Regions from separate parts of the Mus musculus genome. Here region 1 is linked to region 2. Evidence: chromatin contacts called from public promoter capture Hi-C data. All regions are on one chromosome and are shown on one strand. The core of a region is the stretch at or near the end of the contact, and the rest is flanking DNA. Distances in the headings are between cores, read along the strand shown. Region 1 holds the start of Ints11 (integrator complex subunit 11). Region 2 holds the start of Mib2 (mindbomb E3 ubiquitin protein ligase 2).

Region 1 (6,130 bases), core at 2,185-4,684, 200 kb before region 2:
TAGCTTGGGTAGCACACATGGCCTTTGGCATCCATAGTAGGGTACAAGGAAGGACCACCAAAACCATGACAACCTACCTGATGATCACACAGTCCAGAAAGTCAGTCAGGCGGCCACTCTGGGTGATGTAAGAAAAGTCAGGAAAGCGCCTCTGATGAGAAGACAAGAGAAAAGTTAGACTGCTTCAGGCTACCCAGGGTCTCCTGAAAGCAAGACTGGTGTACCCCAGGGAGTGGCCCCAGCAAAGGATCAGAGGACCCCTACATTGCTGGGTGGCACCTAGGCCACTGCCGGTTTATAACCTCATGGAAAGGTCACGTTACTAACTGACCTCACAAACTACGATCTGAGCAAGTCCCTAAGCTGAAAGGGTCCAATCATGACCAAACTCAAGAATCCTTATGAGAGCTGGACATTGGTAGTGCACGCCTTTAATCCCAGAACTTGGGAAGCAGAGGCAGGCAGATTTCTGAGTTCAAGGCCAGTCTGGTCTACAGAATAAGTTCTAGGACAGCCAGGGCTACACAGAGAAACCCTGTCTGGACCACCGCGCCCCCCCCTCCCCCCAAAAAAATCCTTAAGAGGCCTATCTATTTTTAAGTTCTGTGTTCAGGGCCACCCACCCCATGCTGCAAGGGTATAGCTATCCAGGCATGCTTCTGTTGCCCACTTGCCCCATTTATCCCCTAAGGCCCCAGGACTAGATAGAAAGAACATGATTAGAAAGTAAGTTGTGGCCCTTGCAGCGCTCTGGACCACTCACGCACAGTACTCACGTCATCATTGTAGCCCATGTGCATCCCACAGTCCAACATGACATTCTTCCCCGAAATGGAGACCAAGATGCAGCTTCGGCCTACATCCTGGCCAGCCCCTACTCAAAGAGAAGGACAAGTGAAAGACAAGGCCACGGTTCCTCCCTCTTTCCCCCAAGTTTCCTTCCCTCACTACTGCACGGGCTGACCAACACGGAACCACTTATACCTTCACACGAAGGTTAAGGAAATGCACAACAGTGAGATAAGGTGCTGTGCTAGGGGCTCCTGCCCTCCCTCACCACGCTTTCCCGCGCATCTCAAAGGTGTGACGAATTGTTAGCAGAGCACTGAGCACTGGCTGCAGTTCCCAACACTGAACAAACACAAGCCAGTGCTCTGTAAACAATACTGCTGTCCTCAAACCTAACTCAAATTATCTAGCCTTGACCCTCTACGGGGCTGCAAACCAGTGAGGCTTTCTTCCCTGAAATGTCTTCCCGAAGAGGCTGAGGCCTGGATCCTGAGGTCTAGTGTTGAATGAAGCCATGTGGCCTCAGGCTAACCACAAATAAACATGACTGACGGCAAAACTTTGGTCAGTGAGCAGCACAGGCCCCATACCCCTAGCTCAGCCTCAATGGGAGTTCCTCCCATGCTCCGGATGACATAAGCAGTCATCCCAGCCCAAGATACTGACCACATAGGACACATTTAACTAACTGTTATCTCTCCTGGGATCTGTATCCATAAGGAGAGAGACGTGGGCCAAGTCTCAACAGCAACCTGAAGACAACCAACAGCCCTGCTGCCATCTTGGATCCTACGGTTTCCACCGCCAACTGGAGGCACCAGCAACTATCATCAGCACCACAAATATCATGGTGACCAGCCATGGCCCAGTCTGCTTTCCTTACGTAGGCATCCACAATGACGCTGAGGAGCCATCAAGCTTAGATTTTTCTGCAGGCCTGCTGCTGTCCCCTCTAGATGTGTGTTCCCTGAAAGAAAGCTTTTAGCATCCCTCCCCATAGTTCCTTTAGCCCTGAAGCTGTGCCAGGCCCTGCTGCCCTTAAACTGAACTTATAGAAGGGGAATGGCTGCACGTTTACAAAAGTTACCTGACATCACAGGTGCCCATCATTACATGACTACCAAGAAAGGTGCCAAAGTATACATTTTTAAATTACAAAGCCCAGTTCTTGGGCACTGGCAAACGTTCTTCCCAAAGAGATTTACAACTCCAGGGGAAAAGGATGAGAAAACAAAACTGACAAGAAAGTAAAGAATACTACCTTGACCACACATCCCTGAATAGAGCAGAATTACACGGTAGGGGGAAGAGGCAATAAGTCACTGAGTACATTACATGGGGATTTAATAGCTGTTCCAAAAATTTCAGAACTGTGGCAGAGAACAAAACTTTCCCAGTGGTGGTAGGGGGCATTGGGGAGCCAGGTCAATGAATATGCTTCATCGTTTAAGCTAATTAGTATTTAGTCAGTATGAGATCTACAGAGTGAGTTCCAGGACAGCTAGGGCTACACAGAGAAACCCTGTCTCGAAAAACCAACCAACCAAACAAGACAAAAAAACAAAAACAAAAAAACAGTATGAGAAGTTGCGTCTGCTAAGGCCCTGTGATGCAGTGAGTTGAGAAGACTCGAAGTTTTAGCCAAGATGACCTAGAGACCGGGACCATGAATAGGAAAGTGCTCCCCACACCCTGCACACATGCAGGAAGTAAAACCCAGGGACATTTGGGAGGTTCTGAAACCCCAGGTTTTTTTCTTTGTTTGTTTGGTTTTTCGAGACAGGGTTTCTCTGTGTAGCCCTGACTGTCCTGGAACTCACTCTGTAGACCAGGCTGGCCTCGAACTCAGAAATCCGCCTGCCTCTGCCTCCCAAGTGCTGGGATTAAAGGCGTGCACCACCACCGCCCAGCGAAACCCCAGATTTCAAACGGTTGTTTTCTCTTTCACAGCCATCCTATGCTATTGGTGATCTTAGAGGTCTAGATCTATGTTTTCTACGATGAACAAATATACTTTTAACAATTCGGGATAGACCAGACACAAAGACTGGTTACTGATCTGAAGGATAGCAAGCAACCTGAACATGAAGAAGCGCTTGGGGGTGGTGGTGGTGGTGGTAGTGGTGGTGAGCAGAAGTAAGAGGGGCTTTGAAACAACCGTCCAAATGCAGGAGCGGAAAGTCGCCAGGACGATTTCTGTGCTGGATTCAACACCACCGACAGGCGAGGCTCATTTCACCTCACGACCATCGTAAGCAGCCCAGGTACAGAAGCTGGCCCTCCGTGACTCATATCGAGCTCTAGGACCAGGAATCAAACCCACATCTCGTCGACCCCCCGTGCCAGACAGAGAAAAGGGAGGCACTGGCTCTGAAACTGTCTACTCCGGCTTCCGCTCCCTGGGACGAGCAGATGATCAAACGGCTACGGAGATGAAGGGACCCATCCGACTCTCCGGACGCCGCGGAAGATGCTTAGGACTCGGACTCACCCAAGGGAGTGACCCTAATCTCGGGCATGGTCAGGGAGGTCGCCTCGAACCACGGCTCCACGGCTCGCGTGCACCGCCCGCAGGAGAGCCGCAGGCAGACCCCGCGCGCGCTCACATCAGACGCCCGGCCGCGGCGAGTCCCTCCGCACTGCGCGCAGGCGCAACCGCCGAGACCGCCCCCTTCCTGCCCTCGCGCCGGAAACGCAGGCGGATATGTCGAGTTCTAATTGGATGATCAGCAACCAATTGGGATGGCTGGCGGGGCAGCGGAGGGCGGGGCAGAGGCTGGACTTTGGGTTGCAGCTCCAGGTTTCTGCTCAACCGCAGGCTCCGAGCTTGAGGGGAAAGCATGGGGACGGGGACCCTTACCTGACGTGAACCAGGCGGCAGAGCCACGTCTCTGTACACCACCGGGGCGGACTGGCAAAGAATCGTCTCCCACAGCAGCCTAATTGTAGCTTTGATCAACCCTCCCCATCGCTGGCCTCTGCTGCACCCTTTGCCCTCCGCGGGAGTAGAGACCACCACTCCCCCACCATCGGAACCCATCTCAGGTGAGATTTGTAGACTTCTCTGCACCACCCTGGCTTGCTGCTACGCCTAGGTGTATGCTGGGTGCCAGCTTGTGGGCCTTTGCCCGGCTGTCCATCCTGTTTAGCTTGATCATCAGAGGGAGCTGGATCACCTTCCGGGAGCTGGCGAGCTGCTCTCCCTTCCTGTTCTTTCCGGGTTTACCGCGGACAGTTCTAAGAGGCTACTTGGCTCAGGCTCTGGGCAGGAAGGCCTGGCCGCAGGATTGTTAGGTGGCCAAAAAAGAACTGGGGTGAGGGGGGCGGCATAGAGACTATTGACCCACGGGACAGCAAACAGGCCGAGGGTGTATCGCAAGATTCTGGGCGTCGCCAACTTTGAGGCCCAGGCGGGGCTGTCCCTGACACCTAAACACAAGGTGAGCCCATCTCCTAAGTCTGGAACTTGCGACAGGCATCCAGTCCAACCCATGAGGCCCTGTCACCATTTACATGGACCGGGGAGACATGTAGACCACACTCCCAGAGCTGAAGGACTGAGACCTAGGACTGTGTGAAGGAAAGAAAAAACTTGCACACAGATACGTTGCACACTGGATAGGGGTGGGTTTTTGAAGGCCTGATGGTACAGAGGTTAAGGCAGGAATCCACAAGAATCTCCAGGACTGGTGGTAAGTGTTGGACATAAGTGTAATGCAGCCACATCCCACAGAGTTGGTCCTGGACATCAAGGCAAGGCTGTTAAGATAGCAGGAAAGGTAGGGACTGGGTGCTTAGAGTGACCCATCCAACATGTGAACACAAAAGGAGCCTAGTGGCACAAACTTGTAGTTCTAGCTACTCGGGAAGCAGAAAGATTGAAAGTAAAAGGCCTAGTTTGACATGGTGGCACACACCTTTAACCCCAGCACTTTAATCCCAGACAGGCAGATCTGAGTTCAAGATCAGCCTGATTTACAGAGTAAGCTCCAGGACAGCCAGGGTTACACAGAGAAATCTTGTCTTGAAAAAACAAATTAAAAAAGAAAGTTAAAGGCCTGCCTAGGCTATTACCTGTCCAGCATACAAGAGGCCCTTAGGTTCAGTTCCCACAACTGTAAATAAATAAATAAGCAAGTAAGTGTGGAGACTTAAGTTTGTGGAGTGACTGTAAAAATGCTTACAGAATACAGAGCCCAGCCTTACCTTAAGGCCTTTATCCTAGACCAATTCCAGAATGTTCTCTAGAGCTAGTGGGAGAACTTGTAGCAATCCTTTGTATGTGGTATGACCTTTGGTCCAGCTACCCTGGTTTTTGGGGACACATACCATTTCAACAACAGGAGTATCCATCTGTCTGTCTAGCAGATGCCAACCCACAGCCTCTGCTTTAATTTTGGGGGATACACCCCGGATAAAGGAAGGGAAAGCCTCACACCCTCTCCTTGTGTGAGGACCACTTATTTTATTTAAAGTCCCTGTTTTTGTTTTAGTGCAACTTCCCATCAGAATGCTGGCCTAATCCAGTGAGGTCCGGGTGTGGCCAGGATCCAGGGCTGTGCCCACCTTTTAGGGACATTCCCCTAAATTCCCCTAATGCACGAAACATGCTCTAAGGAAGAGAAAAAACGAAACTGTAAGAAGCAACAGCAGATGCCATCAGTGCAGCTGTGAAGTCTCAGGTCAGGAACAGATTAGCCTGAAGGACAAGGAGCAGCCATGGCAAGATCTGTGGGTACAGGACTAAAGGGCACAGCAGGGTCAAAGTGGCTTGTGGAAAAGCTTGTGGTTTCTGGTGAAAGCACTCAGGTGAAGGGATAGAACTTCACCGTGATTCTCAGGAGACAGTTTTAGCACTGCACTATTTCTTTCAGATCTTCTGCCCAATCTCTTCCTGAGAAAATGAACCACAGAATGAGATAATCCACCATGACGACTACACGTTCTGTGTGAAACTGTTTCAGCTTGTGTTGGAAGATGGATGACTCAGAGAAAGATTTCAACCTTAAAGTCGTCCTGGTCAGCTTCAAGCAGTGTCTCACTGACAAGGGAGAGGTGCTGCTGGACCACTATATTGCCGGCTGGAAGGGACTTGTCAGGTGCGTCTACTGGGGCTGCTGAAGGTAGCAGCTTTGCCAGCCAGAGTCCACATGGGACCTCTGCATCCCGCATGGCATAGGAGGATGGGAGCAGCTAGCAGACTATCTGGCTTTCCTGCCTTTGCCACCAGACAGACACGTGCTCCAGCAGGCTCAAGGCATCTTCCCTGTACTACAGGATTGCTGCCAGTATGAGTAGAGCTTCAAATTTATGCTTCCTTTCGCAGGTTTCTAAACAGCCT
Region 2 (6,254 bases), core at 244-2,743:
CTCTGACTGCACATGTAGGTTATTGTTGTATACCGGCCCGCGGCCCACTTGGGCCTACACCTGGGAGGCAGGCTGGGGCTGAAAGAGACTAGACTTCGAGAGAAATTAATGGAGACCAAGACATGATTCTGTTCAAGGCCCGCCAGTTTACTAAGAGAGTGTGCTCATAACAGGGAAGGCCCATCCCCTGCCAGTCCATTTCTGGTGTCTGGAGCCAGCCTGTAGGCGACTTGCAGGATAGGGTGTTCTTCAGGTATATCTCAGCGGCCTCTCAGCAGGTAGCAGTGTCTTGGAGGAGCAGTGGCAGGTGGCAGAACAATAGAGCCATCTAGGCAGGAAGGCTCCACCCCAGGTAATCTCCCTAGTGGCCTCAAGGTCAAGGTCTGGATCAGCTTGTTTCAGGCTGGGGGAGGTTACAGCTTATGGCACTGGTGTCCCCTCCCTCAACAAAAATAAATAAATGTAAAGAAAAGAACAAAGAACAATTACGATTGTGCCGGAATAGACTGGGTTCATATGTGGTAGTGTGCAGCAGTGGAATACACCTAGACAGCAAGCTGGTGAGGGGACAGTTACAATACATATGGAGGTAACTTGCACATGGGGGCAAAGCTTGTGGGGAGAGTTGCTGGAGAACTATGTTGTTGTGGTCTGAGGAACTTCATAGAACTGTCTAATACATGTAAATCAAGGCAGTATACTGTTTATAAACACAAAGGCCAGGATGACTGCTTGTTAACTTTATGCCTGTAGGACTAAAATCAGTAGCTGGGTAGGGGGTTGCTCAGTAGGTCTGAGTTGATTCCCACCCCGCTCCAGATAGAGGATAGGAAAACAAAAGAAAAAAGATGGGCGCAACTCTGATTATAAAATAAATTAAGTCGTGCAGGGTGTGGTAGTGCATGCTTTAATTTCCAGCACTCTCGAGGCAGAAGCAGGTGGGGCTCCATGAGCTCGGGGTCAGCAGGATCAACATAGTGAGGCCCAGGCTATGTTGCAATATGTTGCTACACGTTGCTACATAGTGAAACCTTATTTCAAAAAGAAAAAAAAAAGCCAAAAGAATTACTTTGGATGCGTTTTCGCTACATCTCTGGAAACCCCACCCATTTCAGGCAAGACGTCACCCGAAACTTCTGTCTCCAAGGCAACAGAGAGCGTCCTGGGAACTAGTACTGCGCAGGAGACCTGTGCAGGGCTGGCTCCGCCCACACGCACTTCCGGGTGCGACTTTGCGCCCATCCCCTTTCAACGCTCCCTCTCTGTTCCAAGAATGCCGAGACGCAGGCATTTCCAGTTTCTTCTTTAGAGAAACAGAGCTCCCGCTGACCATGCATAACGCGTCCGTCGGTCCCTTTGCTACCAGACCAGACGTGTACGTCATGCTCGGGGTGCCTTGGTAGCTATAAGCCCCGCCCCCTGACCCTAAGCATAGTGCGTCACGCGCAGAGCCTCCTGGGAGTCGTCTGTCCCGCCCCCGGGCTGGCTCTGCAAACTACAGCTCCCGGCAATCTGTGCGGCGCCCCGCGACTGTAGTCGGGGAGCCGTGGTGGGGCTCCCTGGTGGGCTAGCGCAAGAGAGGCGGCCTTGCTAAACACTGTTAGGGGGCGGAGGACGGCGGGCTGCAGCTGGCGTCTCGGTGGCGAGCCGAGGCTCCACTGTCAGCCTCTGCGCTGCTCAGGGGCGGGTATTCCTGGGCCGAACGAGCGCGGAAACTCTTGGCAAGTGGGGGGCCGGGCCGGGCGTCCTCCCAGCGACGGGGGCGGTGGCACGGGGCCTAGGGGTCCTGATCGTCCTGACGGGGCTGCGGTTTTGTTGGCTGACCTCGGCCCTTCAGCGCGACGGGCTTTTGGTGCTTCTCCCCCTGGACCCAGCTCGTGCCCGTTGCGCGTTCTCGGTGCGTGGGGGTGATGCAGCGTGTCCCAGCCACCAGACCCATGGGAGCTTTTTAAGGCGACCAGCGGCCTCTGTCCCTTCTCAGATGTTAACTGCGTCTCAGCACCCCTGGCCATAGGTTTGGATCTCCTGGGGCTTTCAGAGAGGAAGGTCAGCACGGCGGAGGCCAGTCCCAAGTCTCCAAGCATCAGGGCTCCTGCCCGATTCTCAAGGCGGGTGGGGGACACTGGACCTCCAGACAGGTGAGCGCTTGACAGTTCGGGTTTGGTTTGTTTCTCTTGAGGATGCCGTCTGATGTGTCAGGGTTTGTGTTTCTGTTTAAATGTGCTTGAGTGGACTGGGCAGTGAGAAATCGTCCTTTCTGCCTCCTTTGGGTTCAGAACCAATAAGAAAAGCAGAGATGCCAGGAAGGCTCTTAAGGAGCTAGTGGGCTTGGGGACAGAGCAAGATTGGCTGCTTATAGAATGTCTCCTGGCTATATATTCCACTGTGGCCTGTTGCTTCTGATGCAACAAGTATCTGAATGTCATTATCCCACCCAAGGTCAGCCCTAGGCAGGGTGGTGAACCCCAAGCTACAGTGTACCTAGAGTTCCCCAGAGATTAGTAGCCATGATACCCCTGAACCTTAATGATGTCCCCCAGCAGATGTCTTGGTGCAGGGTAGATCTGGTTTCCTGGCCTCTGTGTCTTCAGTTGACATTCTTGTTTGATTCTACTAGCATCTAGGACATCCACCTGCCTAGTAGGGGCCTCTGATGAACCAGTTTTGTTAGACATTTTTCAATTCAACAGTATCTCCGACACCACCAGAGGTATAGGGAGATATACTCGAGTCCTGAATCCTCTCTATGTCATGTAGTTTTATTCATTTGAATAAAGGCAATCTGCTAACTTTTATACTATAACATGACTTAATTTTTTTTTAAAGATTCATTTATTTATTATATGTAAGTACACTGTAGCTGTCTTCAGACAATCCAGAAGAGGGAGTCAGATCTTGTTATGGATGGTTGTGAGCCACCATGTGGTTGCTGGGATTTGAACTCTGAACCTTCGGAAGAGCAGTCGGGTGCTCTTACCCACTGAGCCATCTCACCAGCCCATGACTTAATTTTTGTGGCTGATTGGAGATTCCCAATAAAATATTCATATAATAAGGGGCAGCATCCCCCTACATTGTCCTGATAATTCTGACCTATTAAATGTCCTGGCATGGTGTCCCACAAATGCTTTTTTTACCCCCAAAGATTTATTTATTAATTATATGTAAGTACACTGTAGCTGTCTTCAGACACACCAGAAGAGGGAGTCAGATCTCGTTATGGATGGTTGTGAGCCACCATGTGGTTGCTGAGATTTGAACTCAGGACCTTCGGAAGAGCAGTCGGTGCTCTTAACCACTAAGCCATCTCACCAGCACCCCCACAGATTCTTTTAATCCCAACACTTGAAAGGAATTTGGTCTGTATAGTGAGATCCAGGCTAATGAAGGCCACATTAAAAAAAAAAGAGAGAGAGAGAGAAGAAGAAAGTTTGTTTGTTTAAGGAAGGAACACTGGTAGCAACAGCAGGCAGAATGGTCACTATCTAGTTTTGGTAGTAAATACTGTGTGTAAAACTGCCTCTAAAATGATCTTTCCCCAGCCTGGCTCCCTGACTTCCTGTTTGGTTTGCTGTATTCTGTGTTGGCAATGGCTGCTAGTTTCTCACAGGAAGTTTTGGTGGCTGAGCCAATTTGTGGCCCAGGAAGTAGCAACTAAATGCCTGGGATGTTGACTAAAGGCTTCTTTGTGTCCTAAGGTGAGTTTTTGTTGTTTGTTCATTTGTCTGGTTTTTGTTTCTCCTAGATTTTCAAGACAGGGTTTCTTTTTATAGCCTTGGCTGTCCTGGAACTAGCTCTGTAGACCCAGCTAGCCTTGAACTCACAAAGGTCTGCCTGCCTCTGCCTCCTGAATGCTGGAATTAAAGGCGTATAGCCTGGACTGAGGTGAGTTCTACTTCTGCTGAGGCACATTTGTCAAGCAAATCCTCATCCTTTAGCCTACCTCACTATACTTGTAAATATCTATAGCAATAGCTCCAGGAGTGTTTGGATACTGCCTAGGGACATGGCAGTATCTGATGGACATCTGATGACAAAATCCAGTATTTCTGGCAAAGGAAAAAGTCAGTTAACTCTGTAGTTGTATTTCCTACTGAGATGGTGGGTACACATAACACTTTGTGTTTTTCAGCATCCTAAAGTATGGTGTATATCAAAGTTTAGTGACATTTAATGTGGATTTGAAAGTAACATTGTCTGTACATATTGTAACATTGTTTGTAGCTGTACTGAGCTATACTGGTCAGAACTTCAGGACAATGCCTTCAGACCCTAGGACCTCTTTACACAGGCAGGACTAAGGTTTCTGTAAGGCTCCTGCTGGCTTTGGGAGCTTTGTCAGGTTTCAGGACACATGGAGCACACAGTACCATCCTCTCTCAAGAGCCTTGTCAATGAGGGCAGGAAGATGGGAGAAAAGAGGCAGAGGCTTTCTACTCAGTGGGAAGGGCGAGCTTGTGGTAGTTGTTAGGAGGTTGTGGCACATATATTAGTCAGGGTTCTCTAGAGGAACACAACTGAATCTATCTATCTATCTATCTATCTATCTATCTATCTATCTAGAGTTTATTTAGTTAGTTTTCCTGTTTTTCTTGAGATGAGGTTTCTCTTTAACAGCCCTGGCTGACCTGGAATTGGCTGTGTAGACTCATAGGGTGTGTGTAGCTAGACTAACAGGCTGTGATCTCTCTAGCACAACAATGATTGTTTCCTAATGGAAAGTGCCAGAATCCAGTAGTTGTTCTATCCAAAAACAGTGGATGTCTCAGCTGGCATTCAGTGTATGTTACAAAGAAGTAAGTTCTAACATCAGTGAATTGTTAGTGAGGGCAAGCAGTCAAGAGCAAAATTTTCTTTCCCTGTTCTTTATGTAGGCTACCACCAGACGGTGTGGCCCATATCAAAGGTGGATCTTCATAGCTCAAAGATCCAGATGAAAGGGTCCTCCTACTTCAAATGATTTAATTAAGAAAAATCCCTCACAGGTGTGTCCAGCTGCTTGGGTTTTAATAAATTCCAATACAGTCAAGATGTTGACCAAGAATAGCTATCACAGCAGAGACGGTCAGAAAGGGGCAGTAGTGCTAAGATACTTTGAGGATGAGGATGCAGTACCCAGAGTTGCGTTGCCCTGCATGTCATCATGGACTTCTTTCCCTAAGGCACCCAAGGTCTGGAGAATGGCTAACCTGGGCACAGGTACTGTTCAGGCTACTCTTGGACTAAGGCTTGGCATAGTTGATTCGTGATTCTCTGCCTGGTGCTGTGCCCAGTATGCTAGGGACCATCTTCAGTCAGTGGCCAGGTAGGCTTAAGGGATGAGACCTCTATTCTGAAGTAGCCTCATGTCCCCTCCATCTCTGTTGATCGTCAAGCAGACAGGCTCCTTCACTGTGGTCAGGATCCCCATGCCATCCAAGGAGCAAGAACCTCTGAGTGAATGAAAACAAGAAGTGAGTCTAAATTGAGACCTTCGCCCGGTCTGCCTAAATCTCACTTCTGCCTTCCTGCTTCTCATTCTGCTCTGCTCACCATCCCACATACTCCTGGTGAACTTCTCTCAGATAGAGGCATCACAGGCCAAGGAGTGGGATGCTAAAGATGAGTTGATAACGCTGCAGAGACCGGGCATGGAGGCCTGGAGGGAGAGCAGAGGGAAAGCCCCTGGGTCTTCTAATAATGCCATAGAATGCCATATGCAGCTGCCTCGGAGGCCCAGGAACCTGTCTCCTGCCTGGTCGTGCAGGAACTGTGTTCCAGGCGGCAGCAGGGAGGCATTGCCAGAGGCACAGCTCAGGTCAGGAGATGCAAGATGGAGAGCTCTGCCTCCAACGCAGAGGAGAGACCGTAAAACCTCCAGGATGCAAGGTAGTGGGGAGGAGAACAAAGGCTCTCAAGTGTAGGGCCACCCATGCTGGGTGCTTCTTAGTGTTTACCCATCCCAGTACTATAGGGAAGACCGTCTGTGAGAGAAGTTGTGCACTGAATCTCTTGCCTGTTCCCCCACAGTTTTGGTGGGGCAACCTTAGGCACTACGATCCTGATTGTGAGCAGAAAGCTCTCTTGTGGTGTTCCTTCTGGTTGGGTCTGACTTTGCTGGGCTGCTGCCTGGGAACAGCCGGGGCTGAGGAGAGCTTCGCTTCACCAGGTGTGATGGTCATGCAGGTGCTCGTCAGTGCAGGCCACTGACAGGCTGGAGTGCCTGGTGGCCTTTGTGCCGCCCCATGTGGAGTCACTGGTTGACTGTCCCTGGC

Evidence for each region. Capture Hi-C pulls out chosen DNA fragments and counts their contacts.
Region 1: a contact with region 2 is called in a promoter capture Hi-C map of pancreatic islet. The contact joins the promoter of Ints11 here to the promoter of Mib2 in region 2. A contact is called at or near these places in 1 of 115 datasets of contacts at active chromatin or transcription factors (effector CD8 T cells) and 2 of 9 other capture datasets (liver and pancreatic islet).

What each region holds. Positions count from the first base shown.
Region 1 is chr4:155,866,871-155,873,000 of GRCm38.p6, reverse strand. Ints11 (integrator complex subunit 11) reads right to left here and starts at 3,434. Exons shown (of 17, transcript NM_028020.3): 1 at 3,281-3,434; 2 at 777-874; 3 at 78-151. The coding sequence starts at 3,308. Cptp (ceramide-1-phosphate transfer protein) reads left to right here and starts at 3,561. Exons shown (of 3, transcript NM_024472.4): 1 at 3,561-3,834; 2 at 5,664-5,888; 3 at 6,116-6,130. The coding sequence starts at 5,767.
Region 2 is chr4:155,664,458-155,670,711 of GRCm38.p6, reverse strand. It overlaps Mib2 (mindbomb E3 ubiquitin protein ligase 2), which reads left to right and starts at 1,493. Exons shown (of 20, transcript NM_001369164.1): 1 at 1,493-2,138; 2 at 3,543-3,698.